Regions from separate parts of the Sus scrofa genome. Here all the other regions are linked to region 1. A link is a contact called in public HiChIP or PLAC-seq data. All regions are on one chromosome and are shown on one strand. The core of a region is the stretch at or near the end of the contact, and the rest is flanking DNA. Distances in the headings are between cores, read along the strand shown. Region 1 holds the start of LOC110257542 (zinc finger and SCAN domain-containing protein 2-like). Region 2 holds the start of RARRES2 (retinoic acid receptor responder 2). Region 3 holds the start of REPIN1 (replication initiator 1).

Region 1 (3,169 bases), core at 291-2,790:
GCCCACGATGGGAAGAAACCCGGGGCTCTGAGCAGGACTCTGGCTGAGCCAGACCATCCTCTACCCAGAGGGAAGCCACAGGCCAGCTGTTCTCTGGGAGTCTTGGCTGTGAGCAGGGTCCAGAGTCAGGCTGTCACATGAGCCTTGCAGAGTGCTGGGGATGCCATGCCAGCCTTTGGCCCTGCCTGTAGGAAGAAGCACAGCTGCGCTTGCAGAATATTTCCCCACTGCCATTCTGTTGTGCTTACCAAAGCACATGAAAACGGCAGGGGGAGATGGGGGGGTGCTTATGAAACCAGAGAAACAAGTGACTCAGCAGAAATCACACACAGAGGCAGAACAGAGAAGGGAGGCCTCCCAGAGCCCTTGGCATTCCCACTAGGTAGTGGGTGCTGTCTGCCTCCCCCCCCCACCTCCAGCTGTGTTCCTCTCCTTTCTGCCTTGGCACAGTTTACCTAGAAAATGCTGCTAAAAATATGGGTGACATCCTCAGGTATGATGTTGATTTCCCTTTTGAAAAATTTGCTCATTAATTAAGTGTCCCCATTTCTCCTGTGTGGCCTGCAGGAGAGATGAAAGCTGGTGGCTCTGGCAGGGGAGAATTTTGGCAACAGAAGCTGGAGAGCTAAGAGGTGTGGCTGCTCCATGAACAGATCTCCAGGGGCCTGGGTGGAGTGTGGGTGTGGTCTGTCAAAGCCACAGGAGCTCTACACTCGGCCCTTGGGGTAAACATCTGTCCAGGTGGATTCATTTCTTCGGGCTTCCCAGAATGCCCCCCTCTATTTGAAATACCAGTCTGCTTGGGATGTCTCACTCACAAAGCTCCATGTACCTGGATGAGGTGCTACGGGAGCAGCACAGATGGGGGTAGGGGTGGGGGGGGTCCTTAAGAAGCCGAGAGGGACCCTGTTGGAATAGACTGATCCACTTGGCAAGCGGTGAAAGCTGCCAGGCCTGACCTTCAGTAAGGGATTGATTTTAATCCCCAGTGGACCCCCACCTGGAATTCTTCACTTCCCAGACTCTAAAAGCACACTGGGTACCTGCAGAGTTGCAGGAGGGACCTCATGAGGCGGAGAGGTCTGTGTCTCCTGGAGCCCTTCATCAAGAATAGTGCCACCACCTGCTGTGAGGAACACTGCCGGGACTTATTCCAGCATCCCACCTGCTTCATCCACCTGGCAGCTACACAGGGGCCCTGGAGGAAAAGGCTGGCTGATGCTCCTCTAGCACTTTTTTTTTTAGGGCCACACCTGCAGCACACACAAGTTCCCAGGCTAGGGGTAAATTGGAGCTGGAGCTGTGACCTATACCACAGCCACAGCAATGAGGGATTTGAGCCGCGTCTGTGACCTACACTGCAGCTCATGGCAATACAGGATCCTTAGGCCACTGAGCGAGTCCAGGGATCTAACTTGCATCCTCATGGATACTAGTCAGGTTCTTAACCTGCTGAGCCTCAGTGGGAACTCCTGTTCCTCTAGCACTTTTAATTTCAAAAAATCATTTTACCTCTCCAGGCTCAATTTCTTTATAAACTGTAAAAACAAAAACAAAAACAAAAACAAAAAAAAACAAAAAAACCCCAAAAAACAAAAAACCAAACTTGCAGATATTTTCTCACTCTGGATGAGATGATTTCTTCTGATCCCGGCGGGCACAGTTTCTGGTTTCTGGTCGAGGCAGCAGAGTGGTGCCAGGGAGAGTGAGCTGAGTCCTGGACCTGGGCTCTGCCACTTGGAGCCTCGGGTCTCAGAGGCAAGCTGCTCTGTGTTTCCATTTTATTGTACTTTCCCACCTAGAAAGTGGGATAATGACAACTGTATAACCTAGATGGCACCCGGTTACTAGAAGTCTCCCATGACATAATATATAGGATTGGGCTTTGTAATAGGAGAAGTATAGGTAAGGGGTAATATTAAGTGACATTTCGAAACTGGAGTTCAGCCCAGCCCTGTCCACACCAGTCGCTTCCCCTGAGTGTTATAAGTGGCTCTTTCATGGGATCTCCTTGGCTTGACTGTAATGGGCTCACTTCTGAGGACAGGACAGTAGGGCTATAATTGTCTCATATCCCCCAGTTATCCTAATAACCCGGGCCCTATCGTAGGGTGCGCTCTGTCTCCTGCCAAAAACCCCTGCTCAGAAAGACTCCGCGGGGGGGGGGGGGGGCGTTCCTGCAGTCTCCCCCTTCCTTCTCTTGCGAGGAAACACTTTGGACCTCCAGCGTCCACAGACCCTGGTTGCTGGGCGCTGGGGGGCAGTCCTGCTCGGGGATGGGGGAAGTGAGGTTGAGGCTCTAACTGCTGAACTGGGGCCTCCTGAACCGGGAATGGCTGGGACAGGGGCCCTGGGGGTGGGGTGGGGGAATTGGGGCGACCTGCCCAGAGGGGCGTTCTGTCCTCGGACCGGCCCCCGCCTGGTTCCCTCCCTTGCCCCGGCAGGCGCAGCGTTCGCCGTCCTCCTAGTTCCCCCAGCCGGGTTGTGGCGCGTTAGACCTCCCAGCCTCACGGGGCTGCTGTGCGGCTGCGGCGACGTTGGTGACTGCGGCGCTGCGGAGGAGGCGGCGGGCTGGGGAGGCGGCGCCACGTGAGTCCCGGGCCGGGCTGGGCTGGGGCCTCAGCGGGAGATTACCGTATTTATCGAGGCCAGTGCCGGACCCTGGGGGGCGGGTCACTGCGGGCGCGCTACCGTATTTGCCGGGAGCCGCGCAGACCCTTTCTGGGAGTGGCGAGCGCCGCGACTTAATTACGTATTTATCCAGGGTTGCGTGGCTCCCCGCGGGCGCTGTGGGAGCCGGGGGTGGGTTGCATGAATTCCCTCAGGAAACCGGGGCTTGCGGCGGAATGGGGTGGGTTGCTGCAGCGGAGTGGGAGGCCTACATATTTTCGTGGGGGCGGGGTTCCGACGCAGAGTTTACCATATTTCTCCAGGGTCGCTCTGGCCCCAGGAGTTGGCAAGGTTGTGCGCTGGGGATCGGGTGGGTGGGGTCAGCTCTTTTGATCAATGCCGCTATTAGATAAGAACGGCGGTGCGGGAGGCTGGCCGCCTTTATGGGGGTGAGAGAGAAGGGGCGCGGGAGGCGCTGCGGAGAGTTACCGTATTTGCGTTGGGCAGCTCAGACTCGAGGAAAGAGCCACTGCTGGAGGCCGGAGGAACTGGGGTGCAG
Region 2 (3,169 bases), core at 285-2,784, 55 kb before region 1:
CCCAAGCCTCCCCCTCGCGCCTCTGCCAACTCTTACCCGTTGGACCTGAGTCTCTATGGGGCAGTGAACCATCCGGCCCAGGACTTTATCCTCAGAGTTCAGCTTGATGCAGGCTAGGCACTTCCGCTTTCTCTGGGGAGGGGGGCATGGGGCCAGGGAGGAAGGTGATGAAGGGAGGCCTATGGCCCCATGAGGGTGGAAGCTGGGGGCAGCCTACAGTGGGGTCACAGTCCATTGGCAGTTCTGCTGGTTCCAGGCACCAACCACCCTCCCACTGGGAAACTGCCGAAGTCAAACCATCTTGCGGTTTTCTAACTATCGAGATTGGGAGAGTGCACGAGTGTGTGGGGGTGTGTGTGTGTGTGTGTGTGTGTGTGTCCGTCCCAGGTGGGTTCTCCACACTGGACTTCCACCCGAGCCACTCTGCTGTCATCTGTTTGCATTTTCTTGTAAGATTTGATTTGAACACAAGGGTCCTGGTATAAAGGTCTGGAAACCACTAGTGTAACCCAGACCCCCCTTAACAGATAGAGGGGACTGAGGCCTCCAAAGAACCTGCAGAGCCCCAGGGCGGGTGCGGCAGAGCTGGGACAAGGACCCAGATGGCTGTGCTCCCAGCCCAGGGGTCGGCCTGTGGCAGTGATTTTGCTCCCAACGTGGCTGATGAATCAAGCCCTGGTATGAAGCAGCCCAGGCTGGACCATCTCTACTTGAAAACTCACAGGAAGGGAGGAATTCACCAGGGCTTCTTCCACCCGTGACCTGAAGCCTGAGAGAGGAACTTGGATGGAGGGAGGATCAGTCTGAAGAACGTGCGTCCTCAGAGAGAAGCCCAACCGTCCTCCTCTGGTCTGTCCAGGCCCGCAGCCCACCCGAAACCATCACGACCCTGGGCTCAGACCCAGGCCACCCCCTCTGAGGTCTTCAACCTCATTCTCGATGCATCTCCTACCCACCCCCAATTGCATACTCTCACGGAGCGCACACCCTGTCACACACGCTGGCCCTCACTCACCCCGTTGGGCTTGACCTTGCACTCAGCTTTCTTCCAGTCCCTCTTCCGGCAGCTGGTCTGCTGGAGCTTAAATTCCAGCCTCACAAAGGTCCCGGCCGGGAAGGGCTGCCGACAGACAGGAAGGCCAGCAGCCAGCTGAGCCAGCAGAGCACTTCCTGGATGTGACCTGTCCCACCTTGAAACAGCACATCCCAGGGGGTGGCTGAGGCCGTGGCCTTTCTCCGGAGAGCTGGGTGCTCACAGGGCCCAAGCACTTTTGCATTTGCTCCTGGGGAACATGCTGGACTCCCGTGCAGTGGTCCCGTCCCCCTCCCCTCCCTGGGGTGCCGCTCACCGTGTCCATGGCACTGTTCACACCAGTCTCCCGGAAGGCCCACTGCACGGGTGGGTGCTTGTGGAACTCCTCCAGGGCCACCTGCAGGCCACGGAGCTGGGCCGCTGTGAGCTCAGCCCTGCCCAAGCCCATGGTGCCCAGCCACAGGGCCAGCGGGAGCAGCAGCTGCCACATGGCTTCACCTTGATCACCCTGATCCTGCAAAGGGTTAGGGTTAGGGTTCAGCCAGCTTGGGGGGTCGGGGTGGGGCAGCTCCCTGGCCCTGCGGCTCAGGGGCCACGTCTGGCAGAGGCGGAGGGCAGGGAGTGTCCCTCTCCCATTCCCCTGGGATTCCCCTGCTCCTCCCACCCTCCCCCACTCTCCAGGTCCAGCTCAGCCCGGGTCTGGCGCAGTCCTGGGTCGGGGCTGAGTTGGCCTTCGGCCTCAGGCAAGAGCTTGAGAAGCTGCGCTGCTGCCCACTCCAGCTTGCCCCGCTTTGGGGGCCCATTTTCTCTCCCATCCTCTCTGATGCCCCTCTCCTGCTGGCTGTCCCCAAACTACTGGCTCCAAGGGGCCCGGGGCCCTGACCCTCACCCTCTCGCACCCCAACTGGGGGTGGAGGGGGGGCAGGGGCAAGCACCAAAGAGAGGCCAGGGAGGCTGAATATTTTTGGGAGGAGGCTGAATATTTTTGGGAGGACGTAAACACGTGGGAGGGGTCTAGAGCGGGTGGGAACAGGAGGACACTTAACCCTTCCTGGGCTAAAAGTGCCCCTTGCCATCAGCCCTACCTGCCCCCACCCCCGGAAATGGGGGGCTCGCCTTGGTCCCACCCTTGGCTTTCTTCTTCTTCTTCGGGCAGACCCTCCCTCCCCAGTCCTTTTTTTCTGGGGCCTTCCCCCCATCCCGCTCCCAGCCCCCCCAACCTGTGACTGGGGTCGCCTCAGGACTGGACGGTCCCGACGACGCTGCGGGGGAGAGTGGTCTTAGGACCAGAAAGCCAAAGGGGTGGAAACTGAGGCCCCCGCAGTGAAAAGCTCCCCGGGGCGTTGCCTGAAAGACAGGGCTCCAGACAAGTTGACAGATATCGCCCTTTGGAGCAGCGCCCTTTGCCCGCCCGTCCTGCCGTCCAGCCACTGCCGCTCCCCGCTCACCTCCGTTCCCGGGCCTCGGGGTCGCTCCTACACTGCCGCTTCCCGACCTCCCCAGGCCGACTCTTGGCCGGGCTGTCAGCCTCTTCCCGGTACCCCCTGCTCCCTCCCACGGCTCGGCCCCCATCTCCTCCCCCTCCCACCTCCTGGGCCCCCTCCAGCTCCCAGCGCAGCGGAGGCTCCTCCCCCCACCCCACCCCCGCCCCGCGCTGGGCCGGCCCTCCTGGGACTGCGCTCCCCAGGCCAGGCCCTCGGCCCAGCCTCTCCTTGGAGGGCTGCGGACTGCCCTGCCCCCAGGCCCTTCCTGGGCGGCCAGTCCCCAGCGTCCCCCAGACCCGCGTTTCGGGAGAGTCTTCCAGAAACACAGACTACCTCAAATCATATGGGACCTCCTCGAGGTCCTTTGATCTGCCTGGCTGCCTCCCTTGGCCTAAAGCCGCGCTGGGAAGGGAGCGGTCTCCTTTAGAGAGGAGGCTGACAACCTCTAACACAGCCAACACGTCCTGATCCTGCATGTCCCATCTGTGACGGTGACAGATTCCGGGGTCTCGTGTGGGCGAAGGCGTGGTGGGATTCCTCAGGCTGCTGGGAGTCAGGGAAAGTGGGGGTTTGACTCCTGCTGCTGGCTTGTGCAAATAGGAGCAAGCTCTGGGATTTCATAGAGTGTCAGTCACCGGGACCGGGTGACCAG
Region 3 (3,169 bases), core at 263-2,762, 35 kb before region 1:
ACAGTGAGAAAGAACAACTTTAAATTTGAAAATATAGTCTGGGTTGTCAGGGATATGGAAAAGGGGGCATTTCTCAAAAGAAAACTAATAAAGTTTCCTCAAAGACAGTTTAGAAAACATTTGAAAAATATACTTTGCCTTTAATCCATCAGTCCTCATTTCTAGAATTTTTAAGTCAGGCATATGCAATAAAATATGAGTCCATAATGATAGAGAAAAGTAGAAAAATTTATGTGCATTTATGCTGAGATGAAAATTCATGTTAATGGGAGCTCCTGTTGTGTCTCAGTGGTAACAACCTGACTAATATCCATGAGGATGTGGGTTCCATCCCTGGCCCTGCTCAGGAATAAGTCGCAGATGGGGCACAGATCTGCTGTTGCTGTGGCCTAGGCCAGCAGCTGTGGCTCCGATTGGACCCCTATGCCACGGGTGTGGTGGCCCTAAAAAGCAGAAAAAAAAAAAAAAAGAAAAAAAATCATGTTATTAAAGAATGTCCAATAAAACGGCAGAAAATTCATAATATTGTTAGGTGAAAAAGGCAGAACATATCTTTGCAAGGCATTATCCCAATGATGTCAAACATGCATAGATAAGCGTAGAAAAGAATACCCGATGATACATGCCAAAACGCTGAATGTAACTAATTCTAGGAGGCAAAAGTATTAGAAACTTTTTGTATTTTATTTCCTGCTTATGCAACAGATTTTATTATGCTTTACAAATAATTAGACAATTAGAAAGTTGCCTGTGTTGAAAAGCATAACACTACATGAAATTGTACAAGCCTGGAAAACGCCAAGGCCACCTGCTAGCCGGTGAGTCACGAACGAACGCAGGCTTACACCTGCCTCTGCACACGCCTACCCGCTGCAGTCCGTTTCCAAGCGAAACGCCCCCGGGTGCGAAGACCGCCCCGCGGCCGCCGGAGCCGGGAATGCCTGCACTCCGCTAATTTCTGGAAGCGAGGGCATTCCTTTTTCAAAGTTGACCCGATCGAGCTTCTCCTTTCTCCACCTTTTTACAACCCAGAAGGCCGACTTTGGGGTCAACCGCGCCCCGGGCCAGGTGGAGTCCGGCGCCGCTCAGGCCCCGCGGCTTTCAGATTCCCTAGCGCCACCAGAGGTCGAGGTGGCGGGAGTAGAGCAGGGGACGACCCGGGGCAGGGAGCGCCCTCTCGAAGGTTCGGGCCAGTTAGGAGAGTTTAAGCCATTGAGGCCGGGTCTAGTCGAGTGACCGCAGTCTGGCCACGCGGTCGCCCAGGGACGCACGCCCTCCGAAGGGACAAAGGGTCGGGAAACTTGAGCCGGGCCGGGAAAATCCGGGCTGCGTCGCCATGGCAACGGAGTCGGGCCCGCGGCGGCCGCCCCCGGCCGAGGCCGGGCCCGCGAGGGGGCGCTGGGGACGCGGGAGAAGCCCCGCGCGGCCGGCCCGGCTGCCCGCCCCGCCCTCCGGCCGCGGCCGCCGGCCGCCGGCCCGAGCCCGCAACTGACCCTCGGCAGCTCCTGTAGTCACGTGGCGCTGGGAACCGGCGGGGGGGCTGGGCACGGGCCTGGCAGTGGTGAACTCGAACCTGCTGCTGTCGCCGCGGCGAGGTGGGGAGCGCGGCAGCCGGCGCCGGCTTTCCGGCCTCATGGACGCGCCACGCGCCTCCGCGCTCCCCGCCGGAGAGGTTCGTCCCGGGCAGGGCGCGGGGTTCCACGCGGGCTCGTGGCGGGGCGGCCCTAACCTGCCGGGCGCGTGACCGTGTGCGCGCTGTGGGGGGGGATCCCGCTGGACCGAATGGGGGGGGCGAGCCCCGCGCACCTGCGCACAGGCTCGGCGAGCTGCGCTGTGCGTGGGGACCCGAAAGGGCCCCCTCCGGGAGCGCGAGCCGTGTGTCCGCGAACGTGCACGGGGGGGGGGGGAACACGCGCGAATACAAAAGGGGGGGTGTGGGGTCTAAACGGCCCTTGCCCATTTGGGACGCGCCAGGGGATTCTGACCAAGTCCTGGTCGCTCGAGTCCGCCTGCGCAGCCCCCTGGGAAACCGGCCTGGAATTCCTGTGGGGAGGAGGGTGGGGGAAGGGGAGCCAGCAGAGCTTCCAGAGTTCCTGCCATTGGCCGGCCTTTGGCCATCAGCATGGAGAATTCACGCTGTGACCTTACTTGTGGAGGAAGTGACCCCCAAACGCAGCCCTGTGCTTCCTTGGCGAAGGGGGCACGTTTATTTATTAATCCAGTATCCATTAAGGTCACTCTGCCAGGCCGGGTGTGGGGCAGGGGTGGGGGAGGAGGTTGTGGCCGGCGAGGACACAAAGATGCCTACCCCAGGGGAGCTCAGAGCCTCACGCACGTTTTCTCTCCCCTCCCCACAGGTAAGGCTGGCCTCTCTGCCTTCGGAGGTCTGAGCTCTGCCATGGGGGTAGGGGTGTCTTTACTGCTGCAGTTTTCTCTGACATCTGGGGGCTACCACTGTGTGGGCCGAAGCAGGCGCTCCAGCCGCAGAAGTATCCCCAGGAGGAGCTGGAAAAAGCCTCATCTCCAGCTCCACAGCCGCCAGGGTAGAGTGTGGGCTTCTTTTGGGGGTTCTCAAACCATTCCATGGCCCGGGTGCTCAGGCTGCTCCATCCTGCTGGGGGGGAGGGGCCGGTTCTCCTGTCCTGGGAGTCTCCCCTGGGCTCAGTCTGGCCGTTGGAATGAGTCATGTCTGTGCTCCTGGGGAGGAGGATAGGCTCTGGGGAATTTAGGAAGATGTGTCTGGAACTTGTGGGCAGGCACTGAAGGTCCCTTCCGAGTCTAAAGGGCCACCTCACCCTGCAGCGGGTGGAGGAGGTTCTCCTGCAGGAATCCCAGCTCCCCAGCTTTGGAGGCACTGAATGTGGGGCAGGCGGCGGCGGCGTTGGGGGCCAGGGGACAGAGATTACCATCTCTTCCTTCCTCCCCTTTTCCTGCCGCAGTAACCCCTAGCACCCAAGGGAGGCAGAGGCAGGATCACCCCCGAGGGCAGCAGGCCGTGGGTGTTCTTTGGATTCTGGAGAGCTTGCCTTCCTGCCATGTCCTAATCGAGCGTGGGGGTGGACGAGGGCAAGCGGGCAGAACGTGGGCACAGTTTGGACAGGCAGTGGCCTGGCATCGTGCTGGGCGGGAATTGGCATCCAGTGCTCCCCTCCCATTGCTGAGGAGGGCC

What was found. HiChIP or PLAC-seq counts read pairs in DNA pulled down with a chosen protein or histone mark.
Region 2: an H3K27ac HiChIP or PLAC-seq map of skeletal muscle shows a contact between it and region 1. The contact joins the promoter of RARRES2 here to the promoter of LOC110257542 in region 1. A contact is called at or near these places in 2 of 47 Hi-C or Micro-C datasets (epiblast stem cells and liver) and 1 of 2 datasets of contacts at active chromatin or transcription factors (skeletal muscle).
Region 3: a contact with region 1 is called in an H3K27ac HiChIP or PLAC-seq map of skeletal muscle. The contact joins the promoter of REPIN1 here to the promoter of LOC110257542 in region 1. A contact is called at or near these places in 1 of 5 promoter capture datasets (liver), 2 of 47 Hi-C or Micro-C datasets (both in liver) and 1 of 2 datasets of contacts at active chromatin or transcription factors (skeletal muscle).

Annotation. Positions count from the first base shown.
Region 1 is chr18:55,959,097-55,962,265 of Sscrofa11.1, forward strand. LOC110257542 (zinc finger and SCAN domain-containing protein 2-like) reads left to right here and starts at 1,541. Exons shown (of 3, transcript XM_021078811.1): 1 at 1,541-2,589.
Region 2 is chr18:55,904,320-55,907,488 of Sscrofa11.1, forward strand. It overlaps RARRES2 (retinoic acid receptor responder 2), which reads right to left and starts at 1,535. Exons shown (of 5, transcript NM_001123186.1): 1 at 1,350-1,535; 2 at 1,016-1,120; 3 at 37-132. The coding sequence starts at 1,523.
Region 3 is chr18:55,924,017-55,927,185 of Sscrofa11.1, forward strand. It overlaps REPIN1 (replication initiator 1), which reads left to right and starts at 1,513. Exons shown (of 2, transcript XM_021078721.1): 1 at 1,513-2,543. The coding sequence starts at 2,123.